2 separate regions of the Podarcis muralis genome follow, and region 1 is linked to region 2. The links are chromatin contacts, called in public Hi-C maps. All regions are on one chromosome and are shown on one strand. The core of a region is the stretch at or near the end of the contact, and the rest is flanking DNA. Distances in the headings are between cores, read along the strand shown.

The links. A called contact is a pair of places that touch in the nucleus more often than the background predicts.
Region 1: a contact with region 2 is called in a Hi-C map of blood, with 6 times the contacts expected there. The contact joins the promoter of RALGAPB here to the promoter of LOC114599473 in region 2. A contact is called at or near these places in 2 of 3 Hi-C or Micro-C datasets (blood and tail).

What each region holds. Positions count from the first base shown.
Region 1 is chr5:71,140,365-71,146,651 of rPodMur119.hap1.1, forward strand. It overlaps RALGAPB (Ral GTPase activating protein non-catalytic subunit beta), which reads left to right and starts at 4,287. Exons shown (of 32, transcript XM_028734815.2): 1 at 4,287-4,495. It overlaps NDRG3 (NDRG family member 3), which reads right to left and starts at 4,721. Exons shown (of 16, transcript XM_077929173.1): 1 at 4,590-4,721.
Region 2 is chr5:70,933,750-70,940,207 of rPodMur119.hap1.1, forward strand. LOC114599473 (rho GTPase-activating protein 39-like) reads left to right here and starts at 3,808. Exons shown (of 10, transcript XM_077929171.1): 1 at 3,808-3,994.

The sequences.
Region 1 (6,287 bases), core at 3,037-5,536, 210 kb after region 2:
ATCTGGTATAGGGAACCACCCACTAACAATGCCTCTGTCTTATATGGATTGAGCTTCAATTTGTTGGCTTTCATCCAGTCCAGGCAAGACAACAGTCTAGCACATCTATTGCCATACCTGCAGATGTAAAGGAATAAGTAGAGCTGTGTGTCTTCAGCATATTGCTGACCACCTACTCCAAAACTCCAGATAACCCCACTTAACAGTTTCATGTCGATGTTAAACAGCACAGGGGATAAAATTGAATCCTGAGGAACCCCACACGGAAGGCTCTACAGAGCCACAGAGCACTCCGCAAGCATCATTCTCTGGAAACAACCATCCAAGAAGGAACAGAACCACTGCAAAGCGATGCTACCAACCTCTATCTTGGAAAGCTGCTCCAGAAGGATACTATGGGTAATAGTATTGAAAGCTACTATTACCATGGGTAATAGTATTGAAAGCTACTGAGAAATCAAGGGGAATTTATACATGGCAGTTTCTGTGCCAAAACCAGGCCTAAATGCCAACTGAAATGGATCTAGTTTCCTCCAAGATGGGCTGAATCTTTTCTGCAACCACCTGCTCAAGAACCTTGCCCAAGAAGGGGAGATTAGCAACTGGCCAGTAGTTACTTGGAGTTTCCAAGTGCATGGAGCGTTTATTAAGGAATGGTTTTACCACTGCCTCCTTCAAGCAGGCAGTGACAATTCCCTCTCGCAGGGAGGCATTAATAACCTCCCTGGCCCAGCCAGCTGTCCCCTCCCTGATAGTTTCTTTCAACCAAGAGGGGCAAGGGTTCAGAGTGCATGTGTTTGCCCTGACCGATCCAAGCACCTTGTCCACATCCTCGAACCTTACCAACTGAAACCCATCCAACACAACAAGACTAGACGGTGCTCTGGATTCCCCTTGAAATTCATGTGCTGTAACAGTGGAGTCAAGATCCCTGTGGATGCAAGCGATTCTATCCTAAAAATGCTTTGCAAACAAGTCACAGGGAGTCTCCAGTACTCTTTCCTTTCATGGAAACTGATCCTTTAAAAGTCTGAAATCTCTTACCCTTTGGATAAGTGTTTATATGCGTGGGGAGGAAGAGTTTGAAACACAATGTTTTTCATGTTTTGTGAGATCAGCATAGCAGAAATAGCAGCTTACATTTATGTTACAAGTTCAGCATTTTTACCACTGCATTTTGCTTCCTGCTGATCATTTTCAAGTAAAATACCATGAGAAAGAAAGTAAACACACCTGCACACCCCAACACACATAAAAAGGCTAGCATGAATCCAAATTCTGGTTCCTAACGCCATCTAGTGTCTGGCTTCTGTTCTAAAATATAGGAGTAAATACCGTAGTCCAGTGTTTCCCAACCTTTTTTGGGCAAAGGCACACTTGTTTCATGAAAAAAATCTCGAGGCACACCACCATGCCAGATGGGGAAAGGTCACTTTTTACTTATGTAAAAAAAAAAAAAAAATAGTAACAGCATAGAAGGTAATGGTTAGGCTAGCATCCCTCTTCCAAATATGCTAGGTTTTTATTTGCAGGGACTGTTCTACATGGGAAAGCATTCAGCACTGTCATTCTCCCATCTGCCATCTGAATCGGTACTATTCTAGGTCAACTTACTCTGCTGCATGTGTAGATGAAAATGGCACCAAGTGTGGGGGAGGGGGCAGAACAGGTTTCAGATACAGGATATTAAGCATACACGTACTTCAGATTGAACTGGTTGCTTGCTTTGCAAGTTTTCATTTCCCAAATGACTGCCTTGGCAAGCGCAATACCTACCAGGCTCAACGCCGGTCTCACGCTGCCGCTTCCCGCGCTCTCAAGGACCCGGGAGGAGGAAGGCGTGAAGGGAATCCCGAAGGCGCGAAAACCTCGCGCATGCGCAGGCCTTCCGCCTGTGACAGCCCAGTAGGCCGGCCGAAGCGAGCGGCGATGGGATGTGGGAGCTCGCTCGCTCGCCGCCCCGCGTGTGCCTATGTGGGGCACGTTACAGCCCCGTGACGTCAGCGCCACGCAGGCAGCCAGGCAGGCAGACGGCAAGAGCCCCGCGCTGGGCGGCCTCTCCTCGCCGCCGCCGCCCCGCCTCTCGCCGCCCGACTCGCCCGCCTCCCTCCAGGCAACATCTCGCGGCACACCAGGCAACGTCTCGCGGCACACTAGTGTGCCGCGGAACACCGGTTGGGAAACACTGCCGTAGTCTACCAAGAGCTAATTCAATGCTTTTTTAAAATCAGGACTGTGTGGAAGCCCCAGAGTCTGAAGGTATCTCCAAGGGGTTCCACAACTTTTAAAATCTCTTCACCTTTCCTTCTTGCACCAGCCTGTCACTCACACTCTTAAGAGTGGGAATGTCTATTTGTAACATGTGGCCTAGTCTTAGTACTAACATCTTAAATTGGGTCTGGTAGCTCCCTGACAGTTAGTGCAGGGCTTTCAGAACAGGTGTGCTACTGGAATGGTTTTATTGAAATGTATTGTTTTATATGTCTTTTTGGTAGTTAAGTGAAGAGTAAGTCAAATAGATAATAATAATGATTTATTAAATCAAGTTTCCATCACAGCTTCTAGTAGAAATTACCTTTCACATCTTGATATTCTCAGTGAGGTATTTTTTAACTCCTGGGCCCAGTTCTGTAACGGAAGGGAGAGTGCAGCTCTAGACTTTTTTGTGCTGACTGGTGGGAGTTGTAGTACATCTGGAGGGTATTGGGTTGGTGAAGGCTGTTCTGAACTTTGTTTTTTTTTTTTTTTTTTTAGCCATCCAAGTTTGGGCTTGTTAAACTTATAACTAAATTCCACAATAGAATTGTTCTTAGGCAGAGGCCAGCATAGTGCTGCAGTACTAACTATTCCTCCTTCTTGTTGGCTATAGTCAAATGCTTTATCAGACATTGCTTTTTGTAATTGTGCAAATGGTTTGTGCATCCATTATGCATGTGTTTAAAACATTAGCAAACTTTGATCTATTGTTGTATTAAAGGCAAGCTTTCTAACCTCCTTAAAGTGGGTGTAACGGCAGTGTCAGCCCAAGACATTTTGGTACCGGAGGCAAACCACAAAATGCTTTCTCCCCTCCCATTAAGGAAGAAGGGGTGGATTACGATTTACAATGTGACCAAGTGAGGGGGGTGGAATCAAATCAAGCTTGCCTGACGGTTGATGTGGAAATCAAAGCCCATCATGGGTGGGAAAGAGGCCCATTCTAAATTATGACAGGTGGGTGCAGAACCCAGGAGACTTCAGAGTGCAGCCCCATGGGCATAGTTATCAAGTAAATAAATAAAAATACTTAACTAAAAATAGAAATTGTAGAGATTTTGACAGATTTTCCTGAGCACTGGGAGTCAATATAAAGTAATCTAAACCAACTGCTGTTGAGACATTTCATTCCAAATCTGCTAGGCAGAGCCGGACAGAGGTTAATGACAGGTAGGTGTCTAGCCCCAGCCTAACAAAAATCCTGGCTTCCTGCCTTAACATAAAACCTGCTTAGGAGCTGCTCCCTGCAAGGTCTCTAAAGGCTTACTGTTCTAGGGGGTGCATGGGTACTGGTGGGTCTTTGTCGTTAAGCAAAGGTGTATTTGGATAGTACAGTGGTACCTCGGGTTAAGTACTTAATTCGTTCCAGAGGTCCATTCTTAACTTGAAACTGTTCTTAACCTGAAGCACCACTTTAGCTAATGGGGCCTCCTGCTGCTGCCGTGCCGCCGGAGCCCGATTTCTGTTCTCATCCTGAAGCAAAGTTCTTAACCTGAAGCACTATTTCTGGGTTAGCGGAGTGTGTAACCTGAAGCATATGTAACCTGAGGTACCACTGTATGGCTTTTGAGGTTTTTTTTACAAAAGCCCTTGCGATTATGCTGCCTTAAATTTTTGCAAGCTGCTTGTTATTGCTTGAATTCTGCAGATTTGAAAACTTTTTGTGGGCTGTATTGCGGGCCTTTTGCCCATATATATATATATTTACCACTATTAACACAGCGGGGCTTACCTCCGCGTAGACATGTACGCATAGGACTGCATTGTTAGGAATTTTAACAACAAGGACGCAACAGCAGGACAAATTAAAACGAACCCGGCCCCTTTAAAAGTGTCAACGAAAGGGCTGAGCATAGAACGGCATTACGCATGCGCACGCCGCCCAAGCTTGCCTGAAAATTCTTCCCTTCACCTTACTCTCCCACCGCTTTTCAAGGGAAAGATCACGCACGCACGCGTACTTCCGGTGGAGAACGACCGTAGGGGGAATATGAGGACTTATTTCGCGCGGCGCGGAAGGTTCTCAAGGCGCGTGCGCGCCGCGTAGGGTGGAAACAGGGGCTCTAGGGTGTGAATTTTCTGGCGCGGCCGGAAGTGTCCGGAGAGACCTGAGCGCAGCGTCCGATTTCTCTCCCGCACCCCCCGCCCCTCACCCACTGCGGGCACTATGGAACCGGGAGCTTGAAGGAGGAGCTGCTTGCCTTTGCCCCAGACATGCTAGCCGGCCCCCTTGGTGCAGGTAAGCGCGGCCAGGCGACCCCCCCCTCCGCAAAAGAACCACGGCCCACGACGCGCTCTCCCTCCGCTGGGCCCGCTCCCTCACCCGCTCTGACCTCTGCGCTCCGGGCTGCCTGGCTCCTTTATTATTCCCGGGTTGGAGGCCTCGACGCCCGATCCTGGCGCCTCCTTTCCCGGGAGGGTGTAGTCGGAGGCGGGGGGGGGGGTCTTCTCCGGGCTGCCTCCCTCAACGGTGTGCGCGGTTGTGCCTCCTCCTTCCCGGCAGACCGCTCCTGGGAGAAAGTGCTCCCTGCGGGAGAGGAGTTGCTCTTGTTTCCGGTGGATCCTGGAGCCCCCCATGGGGCGCTTAAGCAAAGCTAGGCCCTGCCGAGGCGAAGCAATATCCCTTTCCCCACTCCCACCCTCTCGAGGAAGAGCCCCTACAGCAGCTGCCTGAGTGAGTTAACGATTGCACTCCAGTTTGTAGTTCTTGTTGCTGCTGGGCAAGGTTGGCCAGCTGGCAAATTCTGGGTTCACTTCTTCTCCCAACTCGGAAATAGGTAGCAGGATTTAAACTTAAACAGCCAGAGACACATGTTTATTAGGCAAAGATGCTGACACTGTTGGTCAAGCTCAGGTGGGTGGAAACTATACTGATAGCATGTCATCAAGAGGGACTTGAGGTACAAATGGAGCCATGTGTTGTCATGAATTTGTTTGCGCCTGTTGCTGCTTTTACCTTTCGGCACTCCACAGCTTTCTGCAAAAAAGAGGGGTAATTATAGTGCTTTGCGACAGAGGAGTTGTAAAAATCGGCAACACTGATGTGCGAGAAGCACTTTGAAAAAAGCGCTGTGTATAAATGCTACGCATTAATACTGTTTGTGGAAAGAGTTTATTCCCTTAAAGCAGGGGAGCAGAACCTGTGGGTCTCCTGTTATGGTTGGCTCCTCATGCCCATCAGGTCCAGCCAGCATAGCCACAGTCACAGATTATAGGAGTTATTGCTGAAAACATTTGGAGGGCGAGAGGCTGGGGACGGCTGTCTCATTCCATTTGGGGCAGCTGTAGTCTGTAATCCAGTCTGTGTATTTACTGCCTTTCATCCTAGTTGTTTGAAAACCTAACTTGAAATCCTGGCTTCTTTGAAGCTAGAAGTTATACTCTTACTGACAGGATTTTGCTGTTTTGTCTCATGCCTGAAGGCAAACAGCCAGTTACTCTACTCGCTGATTTCCCCAATTTAGTTGTTTTTTAAAGTTATTGCTATGAAGATCCTGTTTTTACTAAAAAAACAGGTTTGCAAAAGGACTGCTTTTCAAAACCTGGTAATGTAATACCTCGGACATATTCATAAAAAAGAATTCAGTGTTGCACTCTTCTGATTGTTCTATCTGTGCAAGTATTGTATTCCCCCCCCCCCATGCAGTTCTGGGGGCTTTCCTGACCCTCCCCAAGCCAATTTCATAGGCAGGAGGAGAAAGCCTCATTGTGCAAGTAGAAGTCCTTATGAAAATAGAAGTAGAATCCTGCCCACAATACCTATGAATTTGTATGTGGATATATATTGGTTTATGTTTTGTTTTGAAGTTATAAAAAAAAAAGTAAAAATGCAGCAATTAACCTAAGAACCTGGCAAATTATAGGCTCAGATCATATGCACATATGCCATTTTCAGTCCTCAGCAACCCAGTTGGAAAAAGTACTCAGAATAGTAACACTTCTTGAAAGACCATACATAAAATAACTTAAGATACCATAATTATTGCGGATTAGCTGAATAGCATTTCTTCCCACTCTATATCCCTTCAGTG
Region 2 (6,458 bases), core at 2,558-5,057:
AAGAGACAAAGCATAGGGCGGGGTGGAGCTTTGGCAGCTATAAGAATATGTCATTTTCATTTGGACGGCTTGTACTCTCCTGTATGATAACTACCCTAATAAGCTGTTTTCCCCTTTGTGGGCTTTTAAGAGGCATTTAGGGGAAAACCTGAATTATTTAACATGCAGAGCTGTGTAACACAATTCTATCTTCTCTTTAAAATAAACCATAGCTTTCCAGCTCTTGAGGCAATCCTTTTTTCCCCTTCCTTGCCTATTCCAGAGGATTTAAAAAACAAAACCTCTCACACAGAGGGGAAACAGTTTGAAATTATTAACCAAATCTAGGCAGACATAGTTTAAAGAATGTCCTGGTTGAGCTGTTTACAGTTTGTTGCACATAAGATAGTACCCAATGATTCAAAAGGATTTCACAATATGACTCCTCTAAGTCCTGATAAATATTTTACCAAAGCACAAAGTGTACCACCAAAAAGCAAAGAATATACATGATAACCAAAAAAAGCACAACAGCACTGAGTACCTCAACAAAGTTTATAAACTGGCTATTTCATTTTTTAAAAGCAACTAAGTACTGGAGCTCTTCCAGTAACACATACTCTCCAACATTTCTCTGATGAAAATAAGGACGTCCCATTCCATAATGCTATTTTTTTTTTTATATACACCACACATCTTATTGGGTTGCCCCAGCACTCTGAGCATCTTCCAACAAATATAAAAGCATAAATAAAACATTAAACATTAAAAAAAACTTCCCTACAGGATTGCCTTCAGACGGCTTGGGGGTCAAATAACTCCATACCCTCCAATATTTCCCCGGTGAAAATAGGGACATCCTAAGGAAAAGCGGGACATCCTGGGATCAAATCAGAAACCAGGACAGCTTCTCTAAATCAGGGACGTCCCTGGAAAATAGGGACACTTGGTGGGTCTGGTGACAGTGCTACATGTTGGTACATGTACACTTTATCCTCTTACAGGCATGGTGAATTTCTGGCCTGCAGACAATATTAATCCACCAGAAATCCTAATTTGGCCCACAATACCATGTTTCCCCAGTCACACCAACCCTTCCTACATCTGTCATCACATCTGATATCAGGTCAGGTTGGACAGGTAAAGCTGCAATTTCAAAGGAACAACGAGGACCATTAGAATGCACACCCGATTGTTCCTTTGCAAGTTGTCATCTTTTAAATTTGGCACCAAATGCAAGCTCTTCTGGGATAGCTTCCTCTCTTATTCTCCTAGTCAGAGAATAATTGTTGGTATCAATCTGTCTCGAAGGCCAGTGGAATGTGCCTCTAAGAAAGAAGTCAAACAGCTGCATTAGCAGCAGCACTGTGAGCTCCTTGGGACACAAGCCTAGGCAGTGTGTATGGAGGTCCTGGCCTGCCCAGATTATAAGACACGCCCCCCCCCCCCCCGCCTTGCCGATGTGGTGCGAAGGAAAGCAGAGCACTGTGTCTGTCACCAGCTTGGCTGCAGGAGTTGACAAAAGGCAGCGTACAAAACACCATCCAACCGGCTTAGGGACTCCAGTCCGGATTTGTTTAAGGCTAACTCCTTAGCCTTTTCTCCTCCTGAAGATATCCCACAAGGCAGCAGAGGTTTAGGATCAGAGTTTCCTTGCCCTAAATGGGCTACCTTTCCGGGCCCAATCTACCCGTCACTCCCCTCTACAGCACAAGTAGAAACCATGTTATTGACAGTTGAACCCACTATTGGTCAAGTCCACTGCAATCCGCTGCAGCTTGTCTTTGCATGCAGGGAGGTCCCTAACTCACTGAGACCCATTGACTACTCTCACCTGGTTTAGCCAGCCAATCAAACCATTACCTGGGAGTGGCCGCTGTTGCATGCTGGCAGCTTGTAGGAGCTACAGGTGAGAGCTGAGTGCAGGGTGGGAACCAAAGGTGGACAAACTACCACAGAAGGAGCACGACATGTCCCCACCATTGTATACGGTACAACTGTAATATTGGGGTTTAAATATTTGTATGTGTCAATCTACAGGATTGTGATCTATGCTGTTTGAGATACTGTTAACTGCATGCTTGAACAAATATAATTTATAGCATTCTGTTTCAAAGCCCCTGAAAAACAATTCTAGTGAGTCTCCCAAAATGGGAATAAATATCTGAGGGGTTCAGTTTATCAAAGTACATATATGGATCTCAAAGTTTCTTATGCAGAATATGCCAAAGTTAGTTTCAAGTTTTTACTGACGCAAAAAAATAATAATATGCCAGGCTAACTAGATGAGAGTTGTGATTTAATTGGAAAGAGCTGCCACCAGGGGCTGCAATTGCATTATATTTGAAAGAAGTGCACAATAATTGGCATGCTTTCCTAAGGAAGAAAGTTGGCTGTCAAGTGACTTGTTCAAGGCCATTAGACCTTGTTAGTGAGAATAGGATGCTGGCCTGAATTATTGTGGTTTAATGAGTCTCAATAAATGTCCCATTGGGGTTTCCACACAGCACTCTCCTTTCATATTAGTAATGCAGATATGCTTTACTACAATAGAACACAGTTAGTATATGGCGCTCTATATCCCATAAACCATAGAACACAATGAATACTTTATTTCACCTGTTTCCAAGCATGACAACCCTGTTGCTTGATGAGCAGTGTTCTGGCAGAAAACTAATTGGGGAACACATCCTCCTTATTAGGCCGTTCATAAGGAAATAATATAGAATAATTCTAAGGGAGAAAATTATTTTATGTTCAGAATTCCCAATAAACTGTATGAAATATCCTAATTTCACAGTGACATAGTTCTATAAAGTTTCTATAAAGAAAGTTCCATACTATATAAAGCAAAGGTATGTCTCTCATATATATTCTTATTAGATGTTTTCCTTAAGTGTGACAATATATTGCCATCAAACTGGTACTTACCTTTTTATACCATCACATACACATTATTTTGTGCATGTATTTTCTGGCATGAGTCTTAAGGTTCAAAACAGTAAAGTGAAATAGCTTTCCATATTCCTCATATGGGAACTGTAATGTTGATAGCGCAGTGTATACCTGAGAAGTTAGGATAATTTTACTGTGGATCATTTAATATAGATTTGGTATCTGCAAAATTACTTCAACTATCCTTTTATATTTATTCTATTTATAGGGATAAGAATGTTGAGATTCCCACCCACCCACCCTCTATGTTAAAGACTGCAAGAACAGAACCAAGTGGTTTGGATAATCTAATCTGAAGTAAAAAGGAGGCAATACTGAACCAAGTTATAAAGATATCCCCAAAGTTACATTTCCACACATTTTCCAAACTTAGTTCATGCCTAATCCTTGTTTGTGATCACGGAACCATGAATACCTCTTCTTTACTAATGTATGTAGTAGAATGGCTGTGCATAAAGACACTTTGCTTCTTATTAATCCAGAATAACCATTACCGCCTGCTTGTCTAGGGCTAGGCAATCATTAAAACGGATAAAATAAAATAAACATGCTCTGAAAGTGCAAAAAAGAAATGAAATATTTCCTCTTCAGCTACCTCTTAGGGGAAAAAGTGGTTATTAAAACGGTTTAAAAGATGAGGTGGTTTTGATTTGGGCATGTAGTGCTGAAAAGCGTGACCTTCGATTGACGGGGAAGGAGAACCGACCGTCTGCTGCCGCGTCTATAAAGCTTCGCCGACTCGGGAAAGGAGCAACAAGCGCTTTTAGCACACTAAACTCCCGCGGCCCCTCGCTAATGTTTAATCCCAGGTCCCCTTTCCTTTCCAGATTTCACTACCAGGCCTGAGCTGGCTTTCCCCACCAGAGGGACTGGAGAGCGGGGTCCCTCCGCTCCACGGGAAGCCGGGAGGGGCAGCATCGGCGGCGGCGGCAGCAGGCGGGATCGGGTTTCACATCCTGATCCCGACTCGCTCAGGAGCAGCAGCAGCCTTCGCTCAGCCGGAGGGGTACAAGGAGGGAAGCCCGGGCGGCGCGGCCCGAGCGGAGGACATGGCGGAAAGGTGAGTGCGGCCGTCGGATCCCAGCCAGCAACTTCGGGACGGAGGGGATCCCCTGTCCGACCGCTCGCCTCCCTACCTGTTGCGCTGGGTGGGGCGCAGGGCTGGGCCCCAGACGCAGGGAAAAGTATGGAGAAGCCTCCGCCGCCATTCCGCGCTCCTTTCCCCGGCGAGCGCGCGGCTGAGGGGAGGAAAGAAAAGTGTGCGGGAACTTTTGGACGTCCCGTTTGGGGGGGCATGAACGGCGAAAGGGCCCTTGGCGCTCTTTGGGAGCTCCTCTTAATCGGCTTTGGGCTCCTGAGGGAATTTCCTAAAACTGGGGGAAGGGGAGCCGGACAATGGGCGGGAGGCGGCGGCGGCGGCGGGGAAAATATTGGGATTGTGGTGAAAGAACAGAGTTGCGCGACCCTGCTGGAAATGAAGTTTAATCCGCCCCCCGCCTCGGCATAGACCGGCTAAGTGTCTCCCCACGAAGGTGGCATGGTGCATTTTCACATGTTCTGGTTTTTGGTCGATTTATCGTGGGAGTGAGTGGCTTTAGGCGGCGGCGGATTACCGCGCTATGTCGGTGGTTGCTTCGGTGGGGGCATATAGTCTTATAGGCGAAGAATGGATGATGATGCGCTGGTGCATCATGCTTGAGACTGCAGCCTTGCACACTTGCAAGCACTGTAATGACTCTCGCCTCCGGGTGCCAGCCATACTTCCAGTAGCTAACAAGGATTGCAATTCCTGCTTTATCCAGAACCGTGCCCGGAAAAGCGCTGGAAAGATCACCTTTGCATAACTAAGTTAAGTTAACCACGCTGGTTGTGAGCGTGACAAAGGGAGCTGAAGGTCAACGGATCTGCATTGTGATCTTGAGTGGGTACTTTTAGAAATCACATGTGTTTAGGGTTACTACAGAGCCCAAGTATGCCGTGGCTGACATACGCAGTAGGATGTCACCAAGCCCCTTCTTCTCACTGGGACTCCATTTCCCATCTGCAAACTTGGCATGCGGGAATGTATGTACAGGGTCGTGGGTTCCAAACTGCAGTGGAACATAGTATAGATGCATGCAATCCCTGCACATGTTTATGAACAGTAGTGTTGCTTCTATAGGGACTGATCATGCACTTGGAAAAGTCGTATCTTATGTATTGACTGGGACAGGCACCCATTTGGTTCTTTTGTCCTATGCTGGGATCCATGAATAGGTTAGTATACAGATCTAGCAGTTCTAGTCAGGAGGCTATTTTATTTGGCTGATCAGCCACTGACCTTCTGAGCCTCTCTTCTGTGTTGTAGGCAGCTTTGCGCTGTTGGTGCCAGAATATGGAATGCAAAATAGGCAACCTGATACTTTTTAATGGAATGGATTCTATTTTTATAAGTGTGCCTGTGTTTGTAGTTGTACTTTCTGATTTGTATGTAGTATAGACACACAAAAATATAGCTTGTATGTGTGCACATACTCTTATATCAACAGAAGTTGCTGGACCAATAAAAGATATCCCATTACTCATTTTTTATCATTATTATATCCTTACTTGATAGTGTACTCTTACAGAAAATAACTTTTTTGAAAACGTAGAGAAGTAAATTGTTCTACAACAAGGGTTCCCAAACTGTGGTCCGCAGTAAATATTCTTGTTGATTTTTAAATGTATTTTTATTGCTTCTTTTGTTTCTTGCATTGTATTTTATTATTTATTAATAGAATTGTATAATTGGAAGGGATCACAAGGGTTGTCTAGTCCAACCGCCTGCAATGCAGGAATCTTGTTGTATTTTAAATTTTATTTTATGGAATTAAAATTGTGATATAGTAAACTGCAATGGAAGTAATAAAAACAAATTTAAAATCATACATCATTCAACCTTGGGTAGAAAAATTAAGCGGTCTGCCAAGATTGTTGGCAGTTCTCCACTGGTCCATGGAGGAAATCTTTGGGAGCCACTGTTCTACAACATAGGGCTATGATCCAAAGAACTGCCCAAATTAAAGAGTTCATGCCCAATATGCCTTTGGCATTTTTCTCTGAAGAACAGTCACCACACTCACACCGAGGAAATACGGTATATGGCAATCAATAGTGTGTGTCTCAAACTGGTTTCCAAGTGTGATATGGGGGACTGCTGTTTAGCGCAGAAGTGCAGTTTATTTCTGGGCATATAGGCTTTGAGACTTACTTCCATGTGACTTGGTCCTTAGTAAGTGTGCACAAGATTGAAACCTCAATGTAAACATGTTGATCCAAGCTGTTTGTACTAGAAAGGTCTTTCTGCACTTCTTTTGGATATACCCTTTTATCTCTTTGTACTTTTTTTCCTACCTTTTATGCTAGTGTGCTTTTGTTTCTTTTGTAACCCACTCCCATGTAGAACTATTACTTCCAAGATAAAAGTGAAGGCCATGTGTACTTGAATAGGAGCATTTTCTTGGAAACATTGAAAACCAAATATGTACTGTTTTTATTCTGCT